Regions from separate parts of the Rattus norvegicus genome. Here region 1 is linked to region 2. Evidence: chromatin contacts called from public Hi-C data. All regions are on one chromosome and are shown on one strand. The core of a region is the stretch at or near the end of the contact, and the rest is flanking DNA. Distances in the headings are between cores, read along the strand shown. Region 1 overlaps Camk1d (calcium/calmodulin-dependent protein kinase ID). Region 2 holds the start of Camk1d (calcium/calmodulin-dependent protein kinase ID).

Evidence for each region. Hi-C and Micro-C count contacts between places; a contact is called where the count stands out from the background.
Region 1: a contact with region 2 is called in a Hi-C map of frontal cortex, with 2.9 times the contacts expected there. The contact joins the enhancer-like site here to the promoter of Camk1d in region 2. A contact is called at or near these places in 4 of 12 Hi-C or Micro-C datasets (Schwann cells, frontal cortex, liver and 1 more).

The regions. Positions count from the first base shown.
Region 1 is chr17:77,779,155-77,784,531 of GRCr8, forward strand. The region is part of intron 3 of Camk1d (calcium/calmodulin-dependent protein kinase ID); the gene reads left to right. Among named protein-coding and RNA genes, the nearest start is that of Ccdc3, 260 kb to the right of the region's middle. Within about 2 kb of position 4,112, at least 21 of the 93 cell types and tissues checked have an H3K27ac peak or open chromatin away from gene starts, as enhancers often do.
Region 2 is chr17:77,489,539-77,495,282 of GRCr8, forward strand. Camk1d (calcium/calmodulin-dependent protein kinase ID) reads left to right here and starts at 1,785. Exons shown (of 11, transcript NM_001107365.1): 1 at 1,785-2,030. The coding sequence starts at 1,939.

The sequences.
Region 1 (5,377 bases), core at 2,862-5,361, 290 kb after region 2:
CAAACCCTAGCTGGCATCTTCTAACCTCTCTCCAACATGAATTTAAAGTGTCAAGTAAGAAGAACAAGAAAAAGCCAGCAGCTCAAGCAAAGTGCTGGTGTTGGGGCAAATCATCAAAAACCTGTGTCGGAAGGATGGCAACACCTGCTGGAGGTTTTTATGTGACAGAAGTAGAACTCGGGGGAAGAGCTGGCTTAGAAATTCTGGAACACGAAGGTCAAAGGTCACTGAAAGCTATTCAGGAGTAGTTTCCCATCTCTAGCCCCTCGTGGGTTTGACATCTTTATTGTGATGATGGCAGATGGGTGTCTTTTTTTGTGTGTGTATTTTAAGCATTTTATTGTATGAAACTTTGATTGTATGTACTCCAGAGTACGGTGTGATGTTTGGGTCACTCAGGTGTTTAGATTGTCTCATAATGAACAGGTTTTGATTAATGGTAAGTAAGTCAGTGTTGGCGATAGTTTGTACTGAGACCTGAAGCTTTGATATAAATGCTAGATTAACTATTCACATAAACACACAGAATGACCATAGATGTGACGTCTATGCATGCAGGTTGTAGAAGTGGTGTTAGTAGCTTAAACACCATGGCTTGTGGACACAACTTTCCTTCATGGCAAACAACTCTTCACATAAGAGTTTCTATACCATGCTAAATAGATGCTTCTCTCAGTTGGAGGAGCTTGGCACAGAAGAAAAGCAGGGGCTTTTAGACCTAAGTTTAGGTGTACCCAGCTAGTCTCAAAGCCTTCCTTCATAGCTATAAATTTAGCCCAGATTCTCTTCAAATAAATCTCTCTCTCTCTCTCTCTCTCTCTCTCTCTCTCTCTCTCTCTCTCTCTGTGTGTGTGTGTGTGTGTGTGTGTGTGTGTGTGTGTGTGCGCGCACTCGAACGCACGCATGGTGCGTGTACCAGTACGCCATAACCATCCATGTCTGTGGAAGCCAGGAGACAATCTTAGTGTGTTTCCTTGGGTACCATCCACTCTTTCTCTTTTGAGATGGAGTCTCTCACTGGCCCTTGAGCTTTCTGATTTAGCTTTGTTTTCTGGCCAGTAAATCTCAATGCTTGCTTGCTCGCTCTCGCTCCCCCCCGCCCCAGGATCACAAACATTTACCACTCTGCTTGGCTTTCCCCCCCAACTTGAATGCTTGGATCCAAACCAAGACTTCGTGCTTGTGCAGTAAACATTTTGCTGACTGATCTGTCTCCCCCACTGTACTCTGGGGGTGGGAGACTCCCAAGGGTTTAACGTATGCTCATCACAGACTCTGAGCCAGAGGAGAGCCTCAGTGTGCCGGTTTTTCTCTCCTCTTACCTCAGCCCTATGTACAGCTGCACATGACTCCTTCGCAAAGTCAGAGTGCACGTTTCTGCCACACAGCACATCTTTGTTGCACAAGCAGCAACATTATGTCAGCCTTGGCCTGTATGGCCCACCCACAGTGTGGCATCTATGCACTCTGAATACCGCCCATGCTGACAGTGCCTTCTTCTGTGCTTGGAGGGTCTGAAAGTCCTGGTGACATCTGAATATGTTACTTTGTTGTTTGGTTGTTTGGTTGGTTTTGCTGTGCTTGTAAAAGATATAGGCTTTGAATGGTGGTTGTGGGCCAAGAGTTTTTTAAAAGAGTAGCTTAAAATAGTCTAATCAGAAAAAGATAACAAAAGAAACAAGTAATCTCCCATAAGTACTTTCTTCCTTTACCCAACCTCTGGTCCTAGTTGGATGGTACAACTTGATTTTTTTGTTGCTATTCAACTCTGTAATTATATATTTCGCCACTAATTTCTTTATTCTTTAGATGACTTCAACAAAGGAGTTGTTCTATGGTTGCCTATACTTTAAAATAATTGGTCTGTCCTGCTCCTCTGTGATAACATCGGTTTCCTAGAATTGCTTTAGAGTTTATTTACTCCCCAGGTGGCATAATTCCATCACCACCACCACCACCCCACTGCGTGAGTTCCCGGGCTATTTTGTTCCTTCCAATTGGCAGCTTTACGGATAGTGTGATCTCCCTTAACTAGGATATGACTGGGTATCAAATATGGACACCTTGCTTGAGGCGTTGGCCAATTGCTTTTTATGCCCACGACTGTATGTTACATTGAAATTCTTAGGTCTTACAGTAAGAAGCCAAGCTAGAGTTTCAGCCCCTCGGTGCTCATTCTCTTCCGTGTCTCCTCGTTCTTCTGGAAGCTTCTCAGGCAATAGTAATGTCTTCCTGACCTCATTGGTGGGACAAAATATTTGACCAAACCAGGCACAAGGGAAAAAAAAAAAAAACTTACTTTGACTCAGAGTCAGGGCTTCAAGTCCTTGATGTCATTGATTCCAGATGAGGCAGAACCTCATGTTGGCAGGAGCAACTGTGCTCACTTTGTGCCAGACAGGAAGCAGAGAGAGAGAGAGAGAGAGAGAGAGAGAGAGAGAGAGAGAGAGGAGGGGGAGGGGAGGGGAAGAGGGAGAGAAAGAGGGAGGAGAGGAGGGAGAGGGAAGAGAGAGAGAAAGGGAGAGGGGGAGGGGGAGGGAGAGAGAGAGAGAGAGAGAGAGAGAGAGAGAGAGAGAGAGAGAGAGAGAGAGGATAAGATAATCTGAGAACCGAGCTTTAGTAACCTCTTCCTTCCACTAGGTTTCACTTCCCAAACTTTCTTATACCTCTCAAAATAGCATTGCTAACTGGGGACAAAGCCTTGCATGCACAAGCTTTTTGCAGATGCTATTTGTGCAAACCATATTGTCCCCAAACACTTTGTTGGAAGGAAACACGTTATGTTACACACAGGTATCTGTATTTTATATACAAAGACAATCTTTTTTTTTCTTTTTAATGATGCCCTCCATGTTGTGAGATCGATTTGAGCTTAACGTCCAGAAGGGTCGTCAAATGCCCAATGCCAACTGAAGGAGAGATTTATTCAGTATGGAGATGTTGGTCGATGGCTGAGTCATATAAACTCCAGTAAGCTCTTCGCCAGCCTCAAGTCTTGGAGAAAACGGAGAGCCCACTACAAGACGGTCGTGAAGATCATTGGTCGTGTTATTCATTCAGATGGTTGTCTTTAAGCCAGTGTGGCCTGCTCCACACAGGACCTTTCTTTATTGCCTTTCCTAGCCACTAAACAGAAGTCCATGGCCAGTGGGTTCAAAACAAATCTTCTTTATGGCCATTTATGAATGGTTAGTTAAAAGCCCAGTGCCCCTGAGTGCTTTTGAACCTGATTTGCAGTTTTGTCACAGTGGTCTGAAATCCTCGGCAGTGTGAAGAGTTTTTACCACCTATAGTCCCTTTATCTTCCAAGGTGAGGTATTGATGTCACCCTCTCTGGATCGATCAATACCAGCCTTGTTCTTCTCGCCTACCTTATGAATCCAAAGCAGAAATGGAAGAGCACACTGTGATATTGATGCACCGTGCGCATCAGCAAACGGTGATGCTCTGCTGTGAGCTGGGCAATAAGGAAACGGTGAGGAGGTGGCTTGGTCGGTCAAACACAGAGCTCGGTCGCTCCCCAGACGCCAAATGGAAAATAAAAGTTGTCTGTGGCCGAGCACAGATGTAACTAGCTTAGGCAGGCAGATGCGAAAATGGGTGGATCCTTGGGGCTAGTTTAATGAGAGAGAAAAGAATTGACAAAATGAGAAGAGAGTGAGAATGGCAGCTGAGGCTATTTTCTTGCTCTCCCGGTGAACGTGCACACCTGGGCATGGGAGAGCAAGTGTCAGTACCTGCACACATACACGAGTGCACACACACACCACACACACACACACACACACACACACACACACACACATGTTAAAACACGGGCTCTTTTTAGTCGAATTGTGTTGCTACTGTTCACCTATTTACCCGACTTAGTGTAGTTTGCAGGGAGGGTGCTTACAGCCTCCCTGGAAATTGTCCCTGATCTGGGACCTAAATCTTGATCAGAAGCTATGACAGCCCGAGGGAAGAGCAGAGGACCAAAGCACAGAGCGATTAAAGAGACTGCAGAGCTGCTGTGCTGCTGGGGTGGCTTGCTGACCTGGGAACTGCCAGCCTGGAGAAGTGTGGGGAGGAGGTGGGAGCTTTTAGCAGCTTCTCTGTGCAGCTGGAGCTCAGCTGCTCCTGCCTTGAACTGTGGCAGGGGAGGGGAAGGGAGGGCGGGCATCTGTGGGGAGAAGGTGGCAGCCCTAGTCCAGGCCAGCGGACTGATCCCTTTCTATTGTGAGACCTCCCCCCACCCCTGGGGTGAGTCACCTTCTGGAGGCTGGTGAGAACCTGATTGTGGAGGCTCAGGGAAAGCCCACGTGGAGCCTGGAGCCTCGGCAATTATATAAATGGAAAGTTGAAAAGAGAAAAAAAAAAGATGCACAGGGTTTGTAAAGATGGTTACATTGTGGCTGAGAAAATTCTTGGCTGAGAAAATGTGAGGAGTGCTATGTGCTGTGGAGATGCTATGTGCTGTGGAAGATTTTGTTTTTCTCTTGGTAGACAGAGTCAGAAGGGGCCAGGCCCCGCCCCTTGCTTTGAAAAAAAAAAAAAGAAAGAAACACAAATAGAAAAAAGATGTCAATGAAGTAGTCAAAAGAAGGAAAGGAAAATAGGGATTTCAATGTGTTGAATGGCTTCCTAAATTTTTTGAGGGGATAAAAAGGTTTGGAATTGAGACTCTTAGCCTAAAACTTTGAGTCTGCCAACTGAAAATGGCAAAAATACATCTTACAGGAAAGGAAACCCTATACTTTAGGGACAGAGAAGGCCAAAGAAGGGCCCTTGTGCCTTCCTCAGGAAAGCCAACACCAGTCTGTTTCCTCTGCATGGGACTAGCCATGAAAATCTCTATTTACCTAATGCCTTGACAGGAGATTAGAGCACATGATTAAACAGTATTTCTGTCAGGCTTTGCCACTCTATTTCATTTTTTATTGTTTGGTAACCAGAGGTAGGCATATTTAGTAGGAACGATGACACAGGAAAGAACCTATCGGAAGCTAGAAGGAAGAGTGTTGACAACCGTGGACTGGATTGGACTAATGTGTTTATTTCACCTTTTAAATTCTGCTTGCTATACTTACCAATTGATGTTGGTGGCAGTGTATTTTACTGGCTTTTATTTCATTTGGTATTTTTGCCATTGTTTTTAGTTTCCTTATTCCTTTTGCCTCTGCCCATAAACTCCTACCATATGATCCTCTGCTCAAGTGCTAAGAGCTGAGCTTCAGGGACTGGGCTCTCTGAAGCCTTGAGCCCCTCTTCCCCCAAACTCCTTCCTCGCCTAAGTCATTTCTGTCAAGTATTTGGTCAAAGGGATGAGAAAGTTAAAAATACTTACTACAGGGATTACTTACAGCAGAAAATGAAATCAGACTGCCTATAGTTTACA
Region 2 (5,744 bases), core at 535-3,034:
TGTGTGTCCCACAGGCTGGGTGTGTACAGCATCTAGGCCTGTGTAAGTACACTTAAAACACGATGACCACAGGACTCGGTTGTCATGCTCCTAATCAACCAATGGGTATCACCTTCTTCTCTGTCGTTCTCAGCTTCAAGTGTTTAGGACTAAGGGCCAGAGAAATGTTGAAAACAGCACTGAAAATCCAGGGATAGATGGTTTGTTTTCTAACCTCCTTGGTGGGGGGGGGTGTCTCCAAAGGGCTCCAAGGCAGAGCCTCTGGCCAGTCAGAACCAACCGGGAGGTGCGGGGGGGGGGGGGCGGTGGGAAGATTTCTTTTTCTGAAAGCAGATTTACACCTCCTCCTCCCCCCTCTCAAATTGGAACAGTCCTGGGAAAATGGGACAGGTGTCCCCAGTCAAGAGGCTGCTGTTTACTCAATCCAGCAGAGCAGCTCTAAGGGAGAGGAAGTCTTGCTACAAAAAAAAAAAAAAAAAAAAAAAAACCCTTAAAATTTCCTATCAAGAGGCAATCCCTGCCAGTTGGACCAGAGGACCAACTGGAAACCCTGCCTGCTGTCCTGTAACAGGTGAATGCCTGGAGCGAGTTGGCAGGTCAAAGTTCACTTTGGAGACCAGAGGCCTGAGGACATTGTTTCTCTGCCGCTACCTTAACCTTCTCAGTAAGCCACCTGCGGGTTATGTTGGTGGGGGAAGGCGGCAGGGAAAGAACCTGACATGACCATTCCATAGAATCGCTGCATTTCGCCCACAGCCTCAGAGCATCAGGAGCAAAGTGAGAAAGAGCAAATCAGAAGGGTTCAAACACTAGTCAGTCCAGTCACTCCAGTCCCGGGTCAGGACAGCCACGATGTCCCGCATCCACCCATCACTTGGCCGCCAAATAACCCCAGGAGTTCTACTCCCAAAGGGACCACCAGGCGGTGATTGGCCCGCCTTGGGCGTGCCTATCCCGTACACCCGGAGGCTCCCTCTAGCCGCTCCAAAATTGATGTGAAGCCGATTTTGGTGCAATGCGAATTAGCTCCAGCAGCCGAGTCGGGAGGAGACTGCCGAGCTCCGGGAGCGCCTGCCGGGGCAAAGCTGGGGCCGGGAGTCAACGCCCGCCCGCCGATGGCTCCATCCAGGCCGCCGCCCATTGCCTTGACAACAAGCCCCCACCCGCCCTCCTGCACAGCAAGCAGGCTTGGGCCACCAGCTCTTGGGTATGCGAAGGCGCCCCGCCCTGGACGCCCCGAATCCGTGAGCCGCGCAACCCCACCTTGCGGAGAGCTTCCGAGCGCCAAGCAGAGGCGCCCCCTCCTGCTCGAAGAGGGAAAGCCCGGGCGCCCCCAGCCTTGACTTCATAATAAAGCTCCCTAAAGGCTAGGACTCCCCCGCGCGTTCCAGCGCCCTGCACCTGCTGGGTTCTCCCACCCGCCCTCACCCGGCCCTCACCCGGGGACCCAGGGTGCGCGGACCGCCCGGGAGCGTGCGTGGCTCCGCGGTCAAGTGCTGCGCCCGGGCGCCCAAGGCACTGTGCTCCTGGGGAGGGGAGGGGGAGCGGGACATCCCCGAAGGCCGCCTCACGGGAGGCGGGGAGGCTGCCGGGTGCACTGGGAGGGCGGGGAGCCCGCGGGAGGAGGCGGGCTGGGGGAGTGGGGCGGGCGGCGGGGAGGGAGCAGGAGCCAGGCAAGAAAGTAGCAGAAAGTGAGGCTGGCAGGCGGCGGCAGAGGCAGGAAGTCTGTGCCGGAGAGCAGTAGAAATTAGAGCCAGGGAGGGACCGCGGCGGCAGCAGCCAAGGCGAAAGAGGAAACTGCCGAAGAGGAAGCTCTGCGGCAGCCCGAGCCTCCCTGCGCTCCGTATCCCCGCGCCCGGCATCCCCCGGCGCCCGCGCCGCGCCTCCGGCGCCCCTTCCCCAGCGCACCCCCCGGCCGCCCTACAGCACTAGTCTGCCATGGCCCGGGAGAACGGCGAGAGCAGCTCCTCCTGGAAAAAGCAAGCGGAAGACATCAAGAAGATCTTCGAGTTCAAGGAGACCCTCGGAACGTAAGTGGGTGCTGGGGACCAGCGGGTGGAAGTGGCATCGGTGGCGGCAGCTGCATCGGCGGCTCCTGCTGCTACCGTTGCCACCGCCACCGCGGCAGAAATTGGCTGCTCGATGCGTCCTCATTGTCCCACAGTCCGCTCTTATGGAGACCCTCCGCGAGTCCACCGCGTGGGTCTGTGCCCACGGGTGACACCTCTCCTGGGCGGGGGAGGGGAGCTCAGGGCGCGCAGAGAACAGCCCACGCGGGCAGGCCGGCGGGCGGGCGACTTTCCATTTCCTTTGCCACCGCCGCCCTCCACTGATTTTTCTCCCCACGCGTGACTGTGGGCTGAGCATGGTGGATCTTGCTGATCGCTGGCTGTGTGCTCTTACTCATCGTGTGTAGGGGCGCACTGGGTCGACGACAGTGGTCACGAGGAAATTCAGTTTTTGGTCCTACCCTTACATCACATATTCCTATGGAATTGGCATATGCACGTACTAGGTGTAGGCAAGACTCTGGATGGATGGCCTCAGGATGACGGGAGGGGAGAATTTCGCAGTATTCAGAGTGGCATGTGGTCAGAGCTTCATCTGTGTGTACATTTCACCGGAGGGTCAGCTGCACGCACTGGGATGCGTGTCCTGGTGGGAGGAGGGTCAGGTAGTCTTTAGGGGAGGTTCTCTCTGAGGCTCATGCTTGGTGGTTACATCTCAAGAAAGCAGAAATAATCAAAAGTGTGTGTCATCAGTGCTCTGAACATGTGCCACTCAGGACAGCTGCAGTTCCCTTCCTGCGCATGAGTTGGTTTTGTTTTGAAGCGCCTCAGATAGGTACAGGGGCTGTGAAAGAATTCAGAGCCGCTGAATGAAGTTCAAGTTCTTTTCTACACCCCCTCCTCCACCCACTGGATCAGTTTCTGGTTTTGATCGGTATCTGTCCGTGAAGATACAGTCTCACACGTGCTGCGTGTAATGAGTGTTGTGCTGGGGTTTGGGGGGGGGTGTTGATGACACGGAGAAAAAGAGGAGGTGATTCCCGGGCATGTATCAGTGTTGCTGGGTGCTTTTCTTGCCTTCTTCCCTCTCAACATTATTTCTGCACCTGCTTTGCCTTTTCCGGGACCCCATTTTTCAAGCCTGCTCTAAATGTCCAGTCCCACAGCTAAATATTGGTAGTTATTTCTCTCTACCCTATCCTTCACTCTGTCTGCAGTGGGACCACCAGAGAGAGAGAGAGACTGGAGGGTGGCTTTCTCAGCCGTGCTCTCAGATGCCTGGGACGGACCTGTGTGTGCAGTGTGCTGAGTTCCAAACAAGAGTCACCCTGCTGTGGCTCCCGGGCACCAGGGAAGGTATCTCTGTGCACCTACTTGCTCTCTTTGTGGAAATAAAACAAGAGAGGCTCTTAGCTTTTCAGTAGAAGGGGCTCCCGGCTAAGAGGTTACTTCCGGTCCAAACTTTTAAAAGGTTTTGAGGTTGTGCACCTGAGCTGGACAAGTTAAACAAGGAAAACAAAAATGTACCTCTTGCCTGTCACTCAGGGACCTGGCCTATGACTGCAGGTGAGGAGACTGCAGGTGAGGGACTGCAGGTGAGGGATACCCTCAGGTGTGTTTTACACCCTTATGTCTTTTCCCTGCCTGAAGGGCCCTTTGGCCTGCAGCCTTAAGGCTGGCGGATGCAGTCTCTCTTCATATAGACTCTCCTCACTGGCAAAGCCCCAGCACCATACCCGCACCTCTGCAGTGGCCAGGCTGCTGAGCTCAGGGAGCCGCTTGGATAGAGCAGATTGTGCTGTGTAACACGCTGTTTGGGTTGACTGAAGAGGCTTCCATTTCTGGAAAGGTTGGAGCTATGCCTTCATGCTGACCTGAGCTCAGACACAAAAGCATCAGGGATTTGAGCTGTGTCCCTGTGAGCTGGTTCTCTTCTAGGGTACCATTTGTCTGAAAATAATTCAGAAACTCCCTGGTGTGATGCTGGCAGGGTACCCAGGATGGTACCAGAAATAAAACGATCAAGATAAAAACTGTCGAATGACACAATAGTGTTGACAATTATGGGGAATTCTTCTTCTACCCTCTCCCCACACCTCCCAGAGGGTTTCTCTGTGTAACAGCCTGGGCTGTCCTGGAACATGTTTTGTAGACCACACTGGCCTTGAACTCACAAGAGATCCACTTGCCTCTAAGCCTCCCAAGTGTTGGGACTAAAGGCATGTGCCACCACTGCTGGGCCTGTGATGGCATTCTTAAAGGTGTGCAAAGCAGGAGGCATTTATTCTAATGCTCCTCGTGTGTATTAATCCACCTTAACTGACACATTAAATTGGTGACATTGGTTGTTTAGTCTTGCCCATAGTTTTCAGATGAGGAATGGGGGCGACAGAGAGGCTGTGAGCTAAGGAGCTAACTTCAAAGGGATGATGATAGAGCTGGACAGAGGAGACATGAGTGTGCACATGTGTGAGAGCATGTGGAGGCCAGAGGAGGTCAGAGGTCAGAGGTCAGCAGTGCCTGCCTCCTTCCTCCGTTCTCCGCCTTACTTTTTGAATTGGGGTCTCACACTGAGCCTGGGGCTTATCTGTTTGGCTAGAGTGGCTGGATGATGAGCTTCAGGGATCCAACTGTGCTGGGATTACAGATGAGCGCTGACCTGACCAGCTTTTATGTAGGTGATGGGAATACAGATTCAGTTCCGTAGGCTCATGTGGCACACTGACCCAGACATCTTTGCGGTTCCAGAATGAACAGTTCTTCCTGATCCTCCATGCATAGAGTCACTTTACAGTCTAAAAATGGTCGTTTAACATGAGAGTAGGGGATATGGCCAAGTGGTAGGTGCTTACCTGCTGTGTGAGGACTGGGTTACATGTCAGGACTACACATAATTTTAAAAAAGGACTTTAGTATATGGAAAGCCAGTTTTAATAATAAGCCACAATTAGGGACAACCTGCTATCTAATTTCGAAGTTCTTGGATTGTTGCCAGTGTACCATTTCCCTGACCTTGTAGAAGTGGTCCCACGTTGAGAGTGTCTGGTTCACACTGGGCCAAGTCTAGTGATCTGGGTCTGATTCTTACTGTAGATGTTACTTTCTGTTCCTTCTGTGTGGGTTTTAAATCTGGACGTTTCTCTCTTTTGTATAATGAAGTCTAGTAAGAACTAGACAATAACAACTGGACTCTGTGCCCAAAGATCCATGTTAGCTCCTGGTCCCCATACCTTTACCGAACACCTTCAAGATCCTAAGGCAGAACATTCTCCCCAGAAACTGGTGCTTTTTTTTGGGGGGGGAGTAAACAAACAAATACAACCCTGGAGGAGGGTTCAGTTGCCAGACTTTATAATCTTGCATTTGGCAATCTTATCCAGTATTTTTCCTTATAGGCTGGAAGGTTTAATGTTAGGAGTAGAGGGTCAAGCCACTATGTCAGTGTGCAAGGGGGACCTTGCTGAGTAGAGGCCCAGGGAGAGATGGGTGGATCAGGAGGATGGAAAAAGAACTTGAGGGGGGTCAGGAGCAGGCATGGGTGTGTTTAATGCCCCTTCAAGTCAGGCCCCAGGAAATCCATTCGACCTCTGTGCTACATTTTACTATCCTGCAAAGGGGGATCCCAGAACCTCACCAGATCTCTGAGTGAGGTGGTGAGACTTAATTACTGTTTATTAATGAACAACATGTTTTCAGATCCCTGGCACAGAGTGAGAACAGATAAATGTTGTGTAA